Linked DNA regions of Mus musculus: region 2 is linked to region 1. The links are chromatin contacts, called in public HiChIP or PLAC-seq maps. All regions are on one chromosome and are shown on one strand. The core of a region is the stretch at or near the end of the contact, and the rest is flanking DNA. Distances in the headings are between cores, read along the strand shown.

The links. HiChIP or PLAC-seq counts read pairs in DNA pulled down with a chosen protein or histone mark.
Region 2: a CTCF HiChIP or PLAC-seq map of the NIH/3T3 cell line shows a contact between it and region 1, with 16 read pairs. The contact joins the promoter of Hotair here to the enhancer-like site in region 1. A contact is called at or near these places in 3 of 39 promoter capture datasets (the C10 cell line, the HPC-7 cell line, HPC-7-derived erythroid cells and 1 more), 2 of 15 datasets of contacts at CTCF or cohesin (CD8 T cells and the NIH/3T3 cell line), 1 of 115 datasets of contacts at active chromatin or transcription factors (embryonic stem cells) and 2 of 9 other capture datasets (adipose tissue and pancreatic islet).

What each region holds. Positions count from the first base shown.
Region 1 is chr15:102,860,539-102,863,950 of GRCm38.p6, reverse strand. No RefSeq gene overlaps it. Among named protein-coding and RNA genes, the nearest start is that of Hoxc13, 59 kb to the left of the region's middle. Within about 2 kb of position 1,905, at least 8 of the 459 cell types and tissues checked have an H3K27ac peak or open chromatin away from gene starts, as enhancers often do. A contact at or near this core is called in the NIH/3T3 cell line, where this site is marked.
Region 2 is chr15:102,946,130-102,949,303 of GRCm38.p6, reverse strand. Hotair (HOX transcript antisense RNA (non-protein coding)) reads left to right here and starts at 1,358. Exons shown (of 2, transcript NR_047528.1): 1 at 1,358-1,809.

The sequences.
Region 1 (3,412 bases), core at 656-3,155:
GCACATATAATCAGAATGGAAGACCAGAGAAGTCATAGATGGCCCAAGGTCACTAGCCTACCCTAGAACCCTCAGCTTGGGGACTTGCAGTTCTTACACATCACACCGTACTGTATGGCTGCTTCCCTGTACATCCCTCTTGGGGATTTTCTTGCTCACACTTCATATTTGGAGACAGTGAGGCAGGAAGGAGCAGACTAAATAAACTTCTTTCTACGTTTGCTGGAGGAATCTGGAAAGACTGGGGGTGTAAAGGGAACAGAGGGTTAAGAAATCCAGTCTCTAAAGGGTCAATGGGGCAAGATTTTGAAGTAGTAAGTGGTAGAATGGATAAAGAGGAAAGGCAGCTGAGGTGGAGAAGGTTGGGATTTGAAGACTCCGTACAAAGCAAGGAGATGTGTTGGGGAAGGGATGTGTTAATAACAGCGATGATATGGACGGCAGAGCTCAGGCCATAGGTGCCCAGGGAAAGATGGCACTCCTCAAGCAACAAGAATCTGTAGAGCCAGACTAATATTTGAGAAGAGCTGTAAAGGCAAGGAGACACATTTGGCTGGAATGCATAAGAATCATGTGGATTTTCCTTTCTATGGAGAGGAGAAATAGACTGGAAATTCTATAGGAAATTAAGATGAGGTTAGGCAGCAGTGTTAATCATGTGGGCACTCTTAACTAAAAGAAGCTGAGAACTCAGAACACCTTGAAACAAGGTCTAAAGGAGACACCCTTCAGTCTGGGATGAGTTAAGTTCAGTCCTGCCTGGAGGCAGAGGGAGGGATGAAGTGTCCTGTCATAGAGTCTGGAAGTCTGGATCAAGGCCGATTCATGGAAACAAAGCATCTCATTATAGAGAGGGGTTGAGAACAGCAAGAAATGCTCTGACCTGTTTGCCTGGGGCTTCCAAGTAGTGCAGAAGTTTTCTGGCTTGATTAATTTTAGACCCTGGTTATAACAAGAAGAGATTTCAATTAAACCAGAAAGGATTGGCTGTGACACCAAAGAGCCTGGATATGGTTTACTGAGGAGATTAGCCCTAGAAGTCACCAGAAGGAATAGTGTAGACAGCACTAGTGATAGAAACAGAGACAGAGATTTAAAAGGAGAGAAAATTTCTCTGGATTTGAGGATCCAGAATTCAGCTCAACGGCCTTGAGCTTGTGAGGGAGGATGGGTTAAGTGAGGGTCCTCCCAGCCTCCTAGCTGTTCAAAAACTCACTTCTGGGAACCACGGTAAAGTCTGGGTGTGTCTGAGCGTGTGCTGAATTCCTGGCTTCAATTACAGACTACCAGGCGACTGGAGAGTCTGTCATTGCCGATGTCATCACATTTACAAGAGTCATAGGTACCCTCTCAGGTAGGCTTCAGGAATGAAGGACTCTTCACAGCTGCCACCAGCTGCCCCACCCCCACTGTACGCAGAGGCAGAATCTCAAGAAACTGGAGCTGAGAAGCTGTTGTTGTGTCCCCTCATTCCAGCCAGAGGGTTGGAGAATTTTCCATGTATGTCCACCGCTCAAGTCATTGCCTCCATGTTGCAGAGCAGGTTGGACTGAACTTGAGAGCACAATATTCTCACTTTCAAGAGGTCTCCCGTAGGGACAGATTTTTATGTATCCAGGTGGAGGGAGAAGTGTTGGCAATGGGATTAGTCAGACCTCCTTCAAGTGTATCGCTCTATGATTCTTTCTTGAGCTGTGAATTGTTTTCTTCCCATTGAAATCTTTTCAAATTCTTTTCCTACCAACATCCTGGGGATTCAGAAGTGACCACCTACCTTCTTCATGATATTATTCCTAGGCCTTGCAGATGCCATCAAAAATAAGCATAAAGAACTAACGACCTTGTCCCTAGAGTAAAATTCCCAACTGCCAGTCCCTTCCACATTCCTCTCTGACTCACGTTCCCAACCCCCAACTGTGTCCTGTAAGTTAGTGGGCTGAGAACTCTGCTGTATCTGGGACACAGCAGCTGGAATAAAAGTATCTGTCTTGATAGCCATGACCCACTTCTTCCATCCACAGCTCTGGATCACTCCCTGGACTGTGTCCCGGGTATTAAGATGAGATCCTTCCAGAAACAGGGAGAGGCTAGATGGTCAACAAGGAATTCACCAAGGGCTGCCAGGCTTTGTGGTTCATCTCCATCTTTGTATGTGAAGAGCACAGCGTCCTCTTAACAGCTAAGTAAGGAGCCCTTCTCATTCTCTAAGCAAAGACACAACTGATTTTCTTATTTGTTGAGTGTCTACCATGTACCCAGTTCTATGTGAGGTATCGTGATGTAAAAGGTAAACATAAGCCTCATGTATAGTTTCACATGAGTAGATTCAAGCTGGGCATGGTGGGATGTGCCTTTAACCTCAGCACTCAAGAGGCAGAAGCAGGAGGGTCTCTGCAAGCTAGAGGCCAGCCTGGTCTACAGAGATAGTTCCAGTGGGCTACATAGAGAAACCTTGTCTTGAAAAGAAACAAACAAAAACACTGTATAGGTTCAAAAATGTAATTTATGCAATGAAGGAAAAATGTGAAATAATATGCATTTACTTTACCTTTGGACAACAGCAAAAAGTCTCTCTCTCTCTCTCTCTCTCTCTCTCTCTCTCTCTCTCACCAGCTATGTCTATCCTCAATGCTTTCTGACTCTGTATTTCTTATAGCATAAAATATATTTAACTTATTTTGTGTGCATTTATGTGTGTGTATGCATATGGGTGCATATGTGGAGGTCAGAGAACAACCTTTGGGAGTCAGCTCTATTTTTCTACCATTTGAGTCTCAAGGATTGAGCTCAGGCTTTGTGGCAAGCACCTTTATCGTCTGAGCCATCTCACTGGCACTGATGCCTTTTTTTTTTTTTTTTTTTTTTTTTGAGACAGGGTAGACTAGGCTAGCCTCAAGCTTACAGAGCTCTGCCTGCCTCTATCGCCTGAGTATTGGTATTAAAGGCATACACACATTACTCGAGAAGCCATTCTTCTTAGCTATGAAATAATATTTATCATCATCATCAGTGTGTATGTGTGTGTGCATGAAGTGCATGTATGGAAGTCTCTTTCCATTTTTATGCAAGTGCTAGGGTCTAAATTCAGGTTGCCAGTCTTACACATCAAGGGTTTTATGCACTAAGCCATCTGTCTACCTCCTTGGGTTTTGAGAAAAAAGAGATTTAAGGTTTGGAGGGACTTTGGTTATTTCCTGACTAAGTTGCTCCACTAATGTGAAGTAGGAACAAAGACTATTCACAATATGAGCTAATATAAAAGGAATGATGACTACGGGGAGGAGCTATCTGAAGAGATGGGCTGAACTTATTCTATTTTTCTTTTTCTATGTCCCATTCTGAAATGATTGAGCCCTGAGCTTGAAGTCAGACATATGAGAATCTACTCATGCACCATACTATCTCCAAAATA
Region 2 (3,174 bases), core at 109-2,608, 86 kb before region 1:
CAGTCACAGCCTTGGCTTTCATAGGGTGTCTGGTGCCTTACTCTTTTCAAGTCCCCTAAATCTCCAAAGAGCAGTTTTTCAAAGAGCTTCAGGCTGAGGTCTGAGTATGAGTTTCTCCCCCACACTATGGGGAAGCATCCCAGCTAGTAACCCCTTTTGACTTTCTGGGGTCCCCCTTCACAAGGCCTCCGCAGGCCATTCCAACCATTTGGAATGCTGTGAGCAGAATTCTGGGCCATGCCAAAGAAGGTCTGCCAACCCCTCCATGGGGATTCCTGACAGCAGATGTCCCTACCTTGGCTACCCTCATCCCCTACACAAAGGACCCAGGCACTTTGAGCTGAGGTGGCACTTTGTTCAGATTAAATCTCTTCAGATCCCAGGATCAGACATTCTGTGGAGAAACCAGGATTCCTTAACACCACCAGAAATAATGAGATCGAGTCCCTTTGTTTTTCATGAGATACTGGATCCAGATAGGAGGCCCAATTGCTCTATTAATTGCCCCTGTCTGCTGATTCTGGCTGCCTCAGCCCACTTTGGGGATCTTATAGATTGGAGAAATTCCCAGCCAGGTAGGTAGAGTGGGATGGAGCTGGTCCCAAGGGTCAGCTTTCCAGTTGACAAGGCAAAGGTAACAACAAACTGGGAGATTTAGAGTTTAGTTAGAATCACCCATCATCACTCCTGAAGCATCCATCAGCCCCTTCCCCCTTGCTATAGAATTTCAATTTTGAAATAATTAGGCCTTAAGATGGCTCCATGAACACAGAGGAGCCAAAAACAAGTGGTGAGATTCAGGGAGAAGGAAGTGAGTTCTCCATAGATAACCCCACAGCAATAAACCCCCTTTTAACTTCACTACACCCCTAATCTCCACACTACAGTGGAAGGAAGGAAAGAATCAAGGATCCAAGCTTAGGCTCCTTCCTCCCTCTCTCCCTCCTGGCTGTAACCACTACCAGCCGACTGACTGTGACTGACTGCCGCTACTCTGTCTTTCAAGGCCTGTCTCCTGCTCTGCCTTATTCTCCCGGAGCCTAGCCTTCCTCCATTTCTGCTTCCTAGCTCTCTGAAACCAAGAACGACCTAATATACTAGCTTTTCCACACCCAAGGCCCAGGCTGGGGTGAGTACCAGGTCCGTGCAGCTAGAATGTTGCTTCCAATCTCACCAGCTGCACCCACCTTTGGTAGTTTCATGGTTAAAATGCTTCTCTCTCACTCCCCTCCTTCTGTTCTTTCCTTTCCACCTCAGGATTGAGAAATAAATAAATCCAAGTCTACCGCTACACTGGCCCTCCCCATCCCTGTGACCTCACTCCTCCTTACCGAATATATCGCTTTGTTTTCAGAAGAAAACTGTAATACTCAGACAGACAATTAAGCTGTAAATGAAGTTTTCTTTATGATGCTTAATTTTCTCTCCAATTCTTAAAGTCCTTCTCCACTTTGCTGCTGTGGAATGGAAGGGTTTTACAAGTCTGCAGGGGAGTCAGGGAGTAAAGAAATCGTGCCCAGATTTAGAGACAATGGTGAAAGATACAGAAGACAGAAGAGATGGGGGCCGCCCCAGCTGGCAGGGAGTGGAGCCAGAGGCAGAAAAGGAGAGAAAAGTTTCCTGCCATCTTCATTAGTTGACTTCCCAGTCCACAGCCACAGCTTCCCGGGGCTGCAGAATTCACTCTCAATAAAGAAAGGAGGCTTAAAAAAAAAAAAAAAAGTCCTGTGTTTACAAGACCAGAAATGCCAGCGCTAAGTCCTTCCAGAGAGAAAGGCTGAAATGGAGGACCGACGCCTTCCTTATAAGGTACGATGCTAACTTGACCTTCACTTTGTCATGGTGCCCCCGCCCACCCAGACTGCTGCAAACCCGCCAGGCAGAGTCAGCCCAAAGACTGACCCTTGTCTGTCTTCTTCGTGCCTCTTTCAGTCTTTTCCTTCCCTTCCCGTTTGTACCTTTTTCTTGTATTTCTTTCCTTATGTTTTATTTCCTGGTTATTCCTGCCACTCCTTTTTGTTTTATATCTACCTTACTCACGGTCTCATACTTTCTCTCAACTCTCTTTCACCTCACTCTCTGCTTCTGTGATCATTTCTTCCCCTCTTCCTCCTACAGCCTTCGGATTTCTCAACCCTCCAAAATAACAATAGCAAAATTTAAAATCTTTCCCTGATCCCTGCCTTAAATTTGACCTCCCTAGCTCCAGCTGGGCGTTTGTCTTGACTCCAGTATTGTTAAGGCGTGGACTCCAGGAAAGACAAATTGGGGATAAAAGAGGGCTTCATTCTGGGCCTAGTTCCTATGTGGGGTTGACAATGAACTTGATTTTGATAAGCCCCTGTCTTGCTCTCATGGACCACACCAACCAAGTCTCCCAAACCCTAGTGGACTTGTACTGGGAACTAAGTCTTCTAATGAGATAAGAGGGGCTTCCATTGTCCTCTAGGCTAAGAGGGGCTGAGTATCAAATTAGTGTTTCCTCATCTTGGTCTTTGGATTTTATATACCCTAAGATCCTAGAGCTTTCCCTTAAAACATCCAGGGGATGAATTTAGAGTCTTAGGGATTTCTGGAGATTCCCACACAGGTAAAAATAGGAAAGAAAAAAATTCCTAAGGCCTCTCTACCTTGCCTCCAGCTTCCAACAAAGCCTCTAACATTAACTCTAATCATATCTTATGTAGTTATAAAATAATATTATTGACACCCTATAATTATCTATTATCTACTTACTTGTGATAATTACAATATTAGAGGAGGCAGGTCTATGCAGACATAGTGAATCCAAGCTAGTATCCAAAATGAAAATGAAACTGGATCAGAGATCAGAGTACTTCAACAGATCTCATCATTTCTCAGCAGTGTTCAAATCTGTAAGCCCGACCTCCTTGTTTTAAGAGTAACTATTTTTCTTCTATATTCTCTCCCTCTCCCTCCCCATCTCTCTCCCTCCAATTATCCAGATAATTGCATGAATTCTTCCTTGAATACCACTGTGTAGTCAGGGTAGGGGTTTCAGCCGGAAGTGGAGGGGACAGGATTCCACACAGGGAGAGGGAGCTGAGTGAGTCCGGTGTTCCTACATTCCCAGACTTTATAGTTCTGTCTAGTGTTACATTGTTTCTTCAGGCAAAGATCTTTGTTTCCCTTTCAGTCATATTTCTCCCTCCC